2 separate regions of the Mus musculus genome follow, and region 2 is linked to region 1. The links are chromatin contacts, called in public HiChIP or PLAC-seq maps. All regions are on one chromosome and are shown on one strand. The core of a region is the stretch at or near the end of the contact, and the rest is flanking DNA. Distances in the headings are between cores, read along the strand shown.

The links. HiChIP or PLAC-seq counts read pairs in DNA pulled down with a chosen protein or histone mark.
Region 2: a contact with region 1 is called in an H3K4me3 HiChIP or PLAC-seq map of bone marrow-derived macrophages, with 5 times the contacts expected there. The contact joins the enhancer-like site here to the promoter of Zfp451 in region 1. A contact is called at or near these places in 2 of 39 promoter capture datasets (the HPC-7 cell line and cranial neural crest), 3 of 115 datasets of contacts at active chromatin or transcription factors (bone marrow-derived macrophages, memory CD8 T cells and thymic regulatory T cells) and 2 of 9 other capture datasets (adipose tissue and macrophages).

Annotation. Positions count from the first base shown.
Region 1 is chr1:33,811,541-33,816,435 of GRCm38.p6, reverse strand. It overlaps Zfp451 (zinc finger protein 451), which reads left to right and starts at 1,841. Exons shown (of 15, transcript NM_133817.3): 1 at 1,841-2,098; 2 at 2,626-2,709. The coding sequence starts at 2,078.
Region 2 is chr1:34,476,824-34,481,478 of GRCm38.p6, reverse strand. 4930568A12Rik (a long non-coding RNA gene) reads left to right here. Exons shown (of 6, transcript XR_865327.2): 4 at 720-881; 5 at 1,244-1,323; 6 at 3,883-4,312. Among named protein-coding and RNA genes, the nearest start is that of Gm32566, 5.2 kb to the left of the region's middle. Within about 2 kb of position 2,273, at least 63 of the 459 cell types and tissues checked have an H3K27ac peak or open chromatin away from gene starts, as enhancers often do. A contact at or near this core is called in the HPC-7 cell line, bone marrow-derived macrophages, macrophages and 1 more, where this site is marked.

The DNA.
Region 1 (4,895 bases), core at 592-3,091:
ACATCTATCTTGCCAATTTCAGGGCTTCTGTGACCTTTTACATTCTGTCAGGATCTTTCAGCAGCTGGACTCTATTGGACCACTTCACTTCCTCCATGGAAAGGAGAACACTTTGTCTTTGCTGGAGTAGATCTTTATTCTGGGTATGGATTTGTCTTTCCTGCAAGTGATGTTTCTGCCAACACTAGGGTCTTACAGAATTCCTCATCCACTGTCATGGTGTTCCGCACAGTGTAACCATTTAAATTATCTCATCTTTATACCAATAAAGACACAGGAGGTATAAAAAAAAACCCTTCTAGCTCACTCAGTGAGGTAATTTTATTTTCTGAACCATATACAAAACATCTATTTGCAAGCCCGATTCTACGATTCTACAATGAAACTGCTGGCTTTTCAGAAATCTCTCTGTGTCATTCTTCCAAGCCAGTCTACCTTTTTCTTTAGCTCCTCCAAACCCAAGAGGGCTCCTTAGCTTCTTTCCTAGAATACTGTTTTACCTGTGTCCTGCCAGCTGCTTCTCTGTTGTTCCTGCAAGCCCAATCTCTGACCCCAGACAAGGGGGAAGAGAAGGGAGGGGGAGAGGGAAAAGGAGAGGAGGAGGGGAAGAGAGAGAGAGAGAGAGAGAGAGAGAGAGAGAGAGAGAGCTCTATCACAGGTCCAATTTTCAATTTTGCTTATATAAAAAGTATCTCCTCCCCTAAACCCTACACAGGCTCCAACCCTGTCAGTAAGGTCTGAACCATTTTACATTCACAGAAGGGTAGCTAGCGGCAACTGACAAAGGAAATATCTATTTAACCTTTTTTGTTTGTTTTTTGGTACAGGGTTTCTTTTTGTTTTTTTGTTTTTTTTTTTTTTTGAGACAGGGTTTCTCTGTGTATTCCTGGCTGTCTTGGAACTCTCTCTGTAGACCAGGCTGGCCTTGAACTCAGAAATCCGACTGCCTCTGCCTCCCAAGTGCTGGGATTAAAGGCGTGCGCCACCACCGGCCCGGCTCGGTTTTATTTTATAAGAGTCCAAGTGTATCTTGAAAAATTACATTATACCCCTGGGATTTAGCTGCTTTTACTTTCCCGCTGAACTCTGTACTCTAGTTTTACTCCTTGCTCCTCTCTCTGGTCCTTGAGTGAGACTGAATATTTACTAGCACCGGGAGATAGAAAACATGAGAGAGATTGAGTAGCTCAAGTGCTTCAGGTCTTGGACTTCACTTAAACCTATCCATCCATCTATCGATCCATCCTTCCTTCTGGCCCGAAACAAAGACCACTGAGCATTGCTTTCATAGCAGTATGATCACTAAAGGTCTGAAAGGGTTAACTGACATTACTAGGACTGTTTTGCCCACACCTCTGTGTTCCACTCTCCAAGTAATTAACCTATCAACTCAACCTAGCCTGAAAAGAACAAGGGAGAAACAGGAAAGGCTAGGGGCAGCCCTCTGGAACCTTATCAGTAATGCTACTTTTAGTTTACAGGAACCTGTGGACAACAAGGAAGCCCCTTTGTGAGACTTCTGCGAGAATTAATGACCTCTCAGGAATGCCATATATAAGCTCTTGCCCTTGCTTTGCCAAGATGTAATTGGGAGGAAAAAGTCTTCCATGTTTTCATCTGCCTTGCTTGTTGCCAGTGGGGCTCTTTTCCTGTCAGTGTCTCTAAGTGAAAGGCGGCAGCGGAACGAGAATTGGCGTGGACTCAAAACTACATCAAGACCCTCACCACCTCCTCCTGCCATCTTCCGGAGATGCAGATGAGCGCCGAGCTCCGGATCCTCGCCACCTTTCCCCGCCACGCGGTCGTCAGCCTCGAGACCGGCGGAAACTACGACTCCCAGAATCCCTCGCGGGGCGGGAGGAAGGCGGGGAGCGTACAAAGCGGCGCTGGAAGCTAGCGGCAGTGAGGCCGCGCTTGGGGTCCGGCAGCTTGGCGTCCCCGCGGCCTGAGGCGTCAGCTGCGTGGGCGCTCACGCAGGGCGGGTCGCGCGGCGCCGGGCGAGAGGGAAGTCGTGGCGGCGGCGTCGGGAACAGCAGCGGCGGCGGCGGGAGCGTGGTGCTGACAGGCCGTGGGAGAAATGGGAGACCCAGGGCCGGAGGTGAGTGGTGGCGGCCCGGGCCTTGGCTCCGCCGAGCCCGACCCCGAAAGGTTTGGTTTGTCTTCTCAGCTTTGGGCTCAGCCGGGCGGCGGCCTCGGGCGAGTGCGGGGCCTCCGGGCCTGGTGCACGTCTGCGTGGAGTCCTCAACAATGGCGGTCCGGCCGCCCCCAGCCCCTGGCCGCCCTAGCCGAAGCAGCCGCAGCCCCGAGGGTGAGAAGGGCTTGGAGGCAGGCTGGCCTTGTACTTGAAGCCTGCATCCCCGACCCCGGGGGTTTAGAGCCTGCATCCCTGCCCCTGTAAGAGGCGGGGAGGGGAATTGTGGCAGCTCGCCTGGGAAGCTAGGTCTCTGCAGCTCCAAGACGGCTTAGCACGCCCGGCCTCCTCCATGCAGTTCCCTGGGCTGGATTTCCGCTTGGTCCTGCTGCTTCCCCTCAGGGGCTTTTGTCTTTAATCGATCCTTTTGGGGAGAATTTCTTCCTGCGATCTTGTGGCTGAATCGATAAGCGTGTTTTGGCTTTTGTTTATAGATAATAGAATCTGTCCCACCAGCTGGGCCCGAGGCATCAGAGTCTACCACGGATGAAAACGAAGATGACATTCAGTTTGTTAGTGTAAGTAGAGACAGACAATCGCGGTTTGCTGGAGTGAAGTGTGGTAAGCCATTGTATGATTAAGCCCCACCAGACAGGCAGTCATCACTCAACAGACTCAACAGATAGTCATGAATGGCGAATAGCTGTCGCACACTGATGCTGGGGACTTTCACCCTAAGGGATACCTCAGTGCTTGGGGCTACCTGAACAATTGGAGTAGGCATCCGAATTGTTTTGTGCTTCCTGGTACTGCCCAGGGCTTAACTTCTGTCCAAGAAAGAAGACACACAGGACTAGTTAATGCCAGGAGGTTGGAAGTAAGGCCTGCAAAGAACATTGCATCTTAGCATGATGTATCCTCTAATCGCTGAGGACTTCCCTAACGTCTGAGGTCATCTTGTTACATCACAGAAAATTGTTGGTCACAATGGGGAGGCCTGTGTCACCTGAAACACTGCTGTTTTTCTACATTTGTTCCTTTGGGGAGCAGGTGTTCTCCAGCGTTGAGTGGAAGCTGTAAGATCTGGGCCCCCTCCAGATCTGTTGAATCAGAAATCCAGGCTGGAGCCTAGGTATTGTTATTTTGACATACAGTGAGGGACCCTGGGATCTCCCAGCCAGTCCTAAAGTGATGGTGAGAGGGAAGGGAAACGGCTTTGGGTGATTGTCACCTATAGTGGCTAAGTTTGTACATCAGTTCTTCTTAAGTAGTGTGTAGCTAGAGAACATCCCTGCTTTATACAGCTCTCCTTGGGATGCTGTAGTTAGCTGAGCTTGGCATTGAAGCTCTCTAGTTCTTATTGGTCAGCCCAGATGTATTTGTTGACCTTGTGACCAGCTGTAGACTAATGCTTATTAAAGACCATCCTCCCACCATTGAGCCCTGATGGCGGTCAGTTGGGTATGGTGTGTTAGTGGGATTGGGAGGGGCGGCCTTCATAAAATCATTTTCTTGGCAGTTTTCCTATTGGAGTCCGTCTTTTTCATTTTGAGCTTGGAGGATCTGGAGTTAGGTTGGGGATACATTGAGTCTTGTCCCTTTCTTCCTAATAGACTAGAGTACTTTGGAGAAAGAAGAATGTTGGTAATTAGTAGTGCCCCTCCAACAAACTATGTATGATAAAGGTTTTTGTGACAATTATTTTGGATTGTTCATGGATCACATATATTTGTAAACAGAATATTTACCTTGATGTTTCATGCAAAAGGCTCTTCATTATACAATAAGGCCGTTTGAGAAACTGATAGAATGTGGAAAGAGTAAGATTCAAAAAGTAAATTTTTTTGGTTGTATATCTTGTGAAATAAGATACCATGATATTTTGTAACAAGTTAATTCAGGTGTCTTGATCTGAGTTTTAAAAGTAATATTTAAATTTTATTTTAAGCGTAAAGGTAGGTCTATCTTTGCATTAAGAATCAAGAATGTATAATATATAAAGCTGCCTATGTGTAAGGGCTATCACTTAAAGATAGTTAGTGATAGCTTACTTTTACTGTAAGGTACATTTAGAGTCCTAGCACTGAGGAGGTCATGGTGGAAGGATCCTGGTTGGAAGGCAGTCTGAGCTTTACTTGGGAAGTTCTAGGCCTGTGGTGTTCTGTGTAGTGAAACCCTATCCAATAAACACCACTGCTGTGCCACGGCAGCAAACAGCCCAAGACAGAAGCTAGAGACGCTCTGTAATACACTGTCCCTCAGGTAGTTCCTGTCTAGTAAAGATGAAGACCTGTTTTCTGCCAGACTTGTCCAGATACAAGCTACATTATAATAGAACTTCTTGGTTTACTTGGTTCCGATTTTTAGCTGGTAATTTAAAACAAGATTATATGCATAACAGAGTGGTGCAAGAGTAAACTACCATTGGACAAGAGACTTTCTGTGTCTCACAAATGTAGACGGAAGCCAGGCAGCATGCTGAAAGGAGTAATATAGATATGAATCCTTTTTAACTTTTATTGAAATGTGCAGGGAAGTACATAGTTCATAAGGGCCCTAGATTTTTGCAAAGGTAATAAGTTTAAGATGTATTTATGTGTATGACTGTTTTACCTGTATGTGTGTGTACATAAGGTACATATGTGTACATCACATGCATGCCTGGTCCCCATGGAGATCAGAAGAGGGCCTCTGATCCCCTAAGAACGGGAGTTACTAATGGTTGTGAGCCACAGTGTGGTTGTTAGGACTCGTGAACCACCGG
Region 2 (4,655 bases), core at 1,024-3,523, 660 kb before region 1:
AAGCATCTAATTGGAATTAGATGTGGTCTTTAACATAATTGGCTGGTGCTGGGAGTCAAAGCATAAACTTAGTTTCTGCTCCCCTCTGCATTGGTGGGCTTGTAACCTGGGGGTGCAGGTTTGTTGGGGGAATAACCTGGAGATGCTGGTCTTGTTGGGGATTAACCTAGAGACTGGAGCTAGGCTCAGGTTTTGTTAGATGGCAACTTGGAAACTAATGCTAGGTACCAGCCTGTTAGTCTACCTGAGTTCAAACTTAGGTCAGGTTCTCTAAAATGGAGTCTGAATTTAAAAGCTTTGGCCTCTCACTGTCTGCCGGTAGTCCCATCTCCCTCCCTCCCACTGTTTTCCATTTTCCCTTCCAGGAATGGGTCATTTTCATGAGGCCACTGGCAGATTCCTCTTCGGCCGTTGTTATCATGGAGCTGCTTTGCCTGTGGCTTCCTGCACTCAGAAGCACTCCACATTGCACAGTCTCAAAACAGTTTCACTTTCAACGCTGATTTCTCCATTTTTAAAACAATGACTATTACTGGGTATATAGCTCTCCCCTTCTGCTAAAGGGTTAGCTCTTTCCAGAGAGTATATTCCTGTAAGTGGGATAAGTGGATCAAAGCATACAGATGTTCACCTTGCCAACTAACTGTCCACCCCTCACCGTGTCTAAGACACTTCCTATCCATAAAGATGGTGGTAACCTTTATTCTTAATATGCACAGAAAAAGATGAAAAACGCAGTGGAAAAATGAACAAGGGATCCGAGTGTCATCGTAAACACTCAAACCTGTTCAACTTCACTTAGAATTAGAGACTTGGAAATCCCTGCCCATGAAGAACCCATCTTAATGGCAAGGATCACAAGTTTGGCCACATGCCTTACAGTAAGTCAAGGACGGAGCCCCATCCTGATGTGGGATTTTGAGAGTTAGGGGAGGGTACCTTAGAAATTGAAGACAAATTTTAAACAGTGGGTACTTGTCATGTGTTTGGGGAGTGTTGTTCATTGGTAGAGTACAAGTGTATCATGGGAGACTCTGAGTTAAGTCCCTAGCTTAAAAGAAGTTACATGCAGCCAGGTGATGTGGCACACCTTTAATTCAAAGGCAGAGGCAGACAAATCTCTGACTTCTAGGCTAACCTGGTTTACAGTTCCAGGATAGCTAGGACTGAGAAACCTGAGGGGGGGGGGGAGAGAATTACACTTCTTTGTTTCTTCACTCAGAAATGTTTCTATGTATTCGAGACAGATGGGCTTCAATCTAGATCTCAGCATCCTGCCTCAGCATCCTAGGGTTCAAGGATAATTGTGCACCACCACGCCCTGTGAGTACATGCCTCTTTTTCATTCACATGTATGTATGTGTGGTGTGTGCATATGAGAGAAGGAAAGACCCATCCTGAATGTGGGCAGCCGACCTCATGGGCATGGACTTAAAGGAACGAGAAAGTGAGCTGAGTACCAGTGTTCATCTCTGTCAGCTTCTTAATAACGAGGCCATAGCAAAGGCCAGCTGCCTCAGCGCTCCTGCTGACATGCCTTTCCCACCAGGGTGGACTATGGACCCTGAAGCCCTGAGCCCAAATACCCTTATTCCCTTAAACTGCTCCTTGACAGCAATTTGACCACCACAACCAGAAAAGTGGTTAGCACATGTGCTTAGACTCACTGAAAACAAAACAGGAGCCACATTGTTATACATTGTTACTAACACTCCACACCTTCCAAGACTCAGCTTCTGTTTCCTAAACCTAAGAAACCCTGCAAACTGTTTTCAACCTATGCTGAACCTGTAACCCCATAATGGATGCCCACCCCCATTGCCTTGCTAAATTCCTGGACACTCATGGTGGCTCCCATTCCACCCGATGTATTCCTGCTCTATCTACCCCACAAACAGCCTTGAGCCCCCTGTGCTCCTGCTCTTTCTGGCTAGGTGCTAACAGCCAATCATCCCAACAGCTGTTCTCTATCAGCTCTAACCCTTCCCTATAAAGCAGCCAGTGAGGGGCTGTTCTCTGAAACTCCGACTTAGGGGAAGGCAGCCATGTGGCCGATCTAAATAAAGCTTACTTAATCAGACAGTCATGGAAATGTTTTTCCCTTGGGTCTAACACCGTCAGCTTTGGGTTTTGTGACCCCGAGGAGCAGGCACTCTATGGTAATGCTCCTTTTTGGTGCAAACCCTAGAAGAAGCCCCACTACCCTGTCTCTCCTTCGGCTGGTCAGACCTAAGTCAGTCCTCTGTTTGCTTTCTGCCCTTTTGCACTGATGTCTTGGCACTTGACACTTCGGTGACCATTTATTGCTTCCTCTTCCTGTACTCGGTATCTAGAAAACATGGTGCTTTTCAAGTTTTAAAAACTGATAAGTGTTCCGGGGAAGTGACACATGCCTTTAACCACACACACACACACACACACACACACACACACACACACACACACACACACACTCACACCATTTTAAATGTAAGCACCACAAACGACATAGATGTGGCTACTTCCTTTCTGAGTCTGGCTTCATTTGAGTATCGTAATAGGTTCCAGTCACAATCACACCCTGCAAATGTCATGCCTTAACTTTTCCCCACGGCTGCATTGGACTCTATTGTGCATATGTACCACATTTTTAAAAATCCATTCATCTGTTGATGGATCTCTTTGCTGCTCTAATTTCTGGCTACAGTACCCTGTATATCTACAAGCATGAATGCTCAAGTATCCATAACATGTCAACTAAGAGTCCTTCAGGTTTGCACCCAAGAATGGTATAGCTGGGGCATTTGGCAGTTCTATTTTCAATCTGTTAAGGAGCTTCCGGCCTGATTTCCATAGAGGCCACACAAGTTTACATTCCCACCCATGTTGGACATAGAGTCCTCTTTCCCCCACATCCTCACCCGCACTTTGTTTTCTTGATGCTGGACATTCTGCCTGAGACAAGACAAACTCGCAAAGGAGTGTTAATTTGCAGTTCCCTGATAGCTAAGGATGTTGAACACATTTTCAAGCATTAATTTGGCTATTTGTGTTTCTACTTGTTTTGTTTAAATTATAATTGATAGGCATCATTCTATAAAATGATGCAGAGTCTCCCATGGATATAGGTTCATGGAGGAAAATATTCATAACACATATATTTTAAATGTCTGAATGCTGAATGGTGGTGGTACACACCTTTAATCCTAGCACTCAGGAGGCAGGGGACAGCCAGATCTCTGTGAGTTCAAGACTAGCCTGGTCTACAGAGTGAGTTCCAAAAATAATGCAGTCAAGTACTGCTTGCTGAATGTGTGTGTGTGTGTGTGTGTGTGTGTGTGTGTGTGTGTCACACACAATTTTTTTTTAATTTGGTTTTTTTTTCGAGACAGGGTTTCTCTGTGTAGCCCTGGCTGTCCTGGAACTCACTTTGTAGACCAGGCTGGCCTTGAACTCAGAAATCTGCCTGTCTCTGCCTCCCAAGTGCTGGGGTTAAAGGCGTGCGCCACCACCGCCCAGCTATCACTTACAATTTTAAGGTGCCAGACAGACAAATGTTCTAAGTAGGGATCACACAGGGGATGGACGGACAAATCTGACACAGGGGATGAACGGACAAATCTGACAAATCTGACAAATCTTTCATCGGAAAAATCACAGTCTATACCCTGGTTCCCCCAGGACCTGATTGTAGTCTTGGCTCTATTTTCTGCCTATCTTTAAACCACTTATTTTTGGCCTTGCTTATTTTCAGTTCTTGCCAAAATCTTAGCCCCTCTGCTTCCTCCTGACATATGCTTATACATCCACAAACTGTTTCCAATTTCTCTCATACTTTCTTGACTTGTGTGTGTGTGTGGGGGGGGGTCACTGAGAATTAGAGACTAAAACCTGCCTTTCCAGGTTTCTGTCACAATTCTGAAAGAAGTTCTGCAAAACACAAATGTGTGTCCCACCTCAGCTCCAAGCAACACCCGAGGCCTGGATGGTAACACCCATATCACCAACCAAAGACCTGCCACTGCCAACCCAGATGCTCTGAGGGGCCTTTGTCTGGAAGCCATCCCCACTAGCTATTGTATTAGCTCAGATTTGGATCCCATCATTAAACTTTACTCTTTGACTTCATAAAGATTCTCTTCCCTATCCGCCTGACTAGTTACAAAAGTCAACAATCTCTACTACAGGTCTCAAAAGGAGGATTAATAGTTGCTTGATGAAGCAAGAAAGCAAATGTGGTTGGCCATATGTTGCCAAGAAAAGGAAGAATGTGTCTCGTTTTCAAAGAAGAGGAAGAGGAGGAAGAGAAAGAAGAAGAAGAAGAAGAAGAAGAAGAAGAAGAAGAAGAAGAAGAAGAAGAAGAAGAAGAAGAGGAGGAGGAGGAGGAGGAGGAGGAGGAGGAGGAGGAGGAGGAGGAGGAGGAGGAGGAGGAGGAGGAGAAGGAGAAGAAGAAGAAGAAGAAGAAGAAGAAGAAGAAGAAGAAGAAGAAGAAGAAGAAGAAGAAGAAGAAACAACAAACAGCTGGGCCTGGTAGCACAGGTATACTATTAGCTCTGTGGGAGGTTGAGGCAGAAGGATTATAGCCAGGTGTGGTGGTGCAAGCCTTTACTCCCAGAATTTAGGAGGCAGAGGCAAGTGGGTATTTGAGTTCGAGGCCAACCTGGCCTACAAAGAGA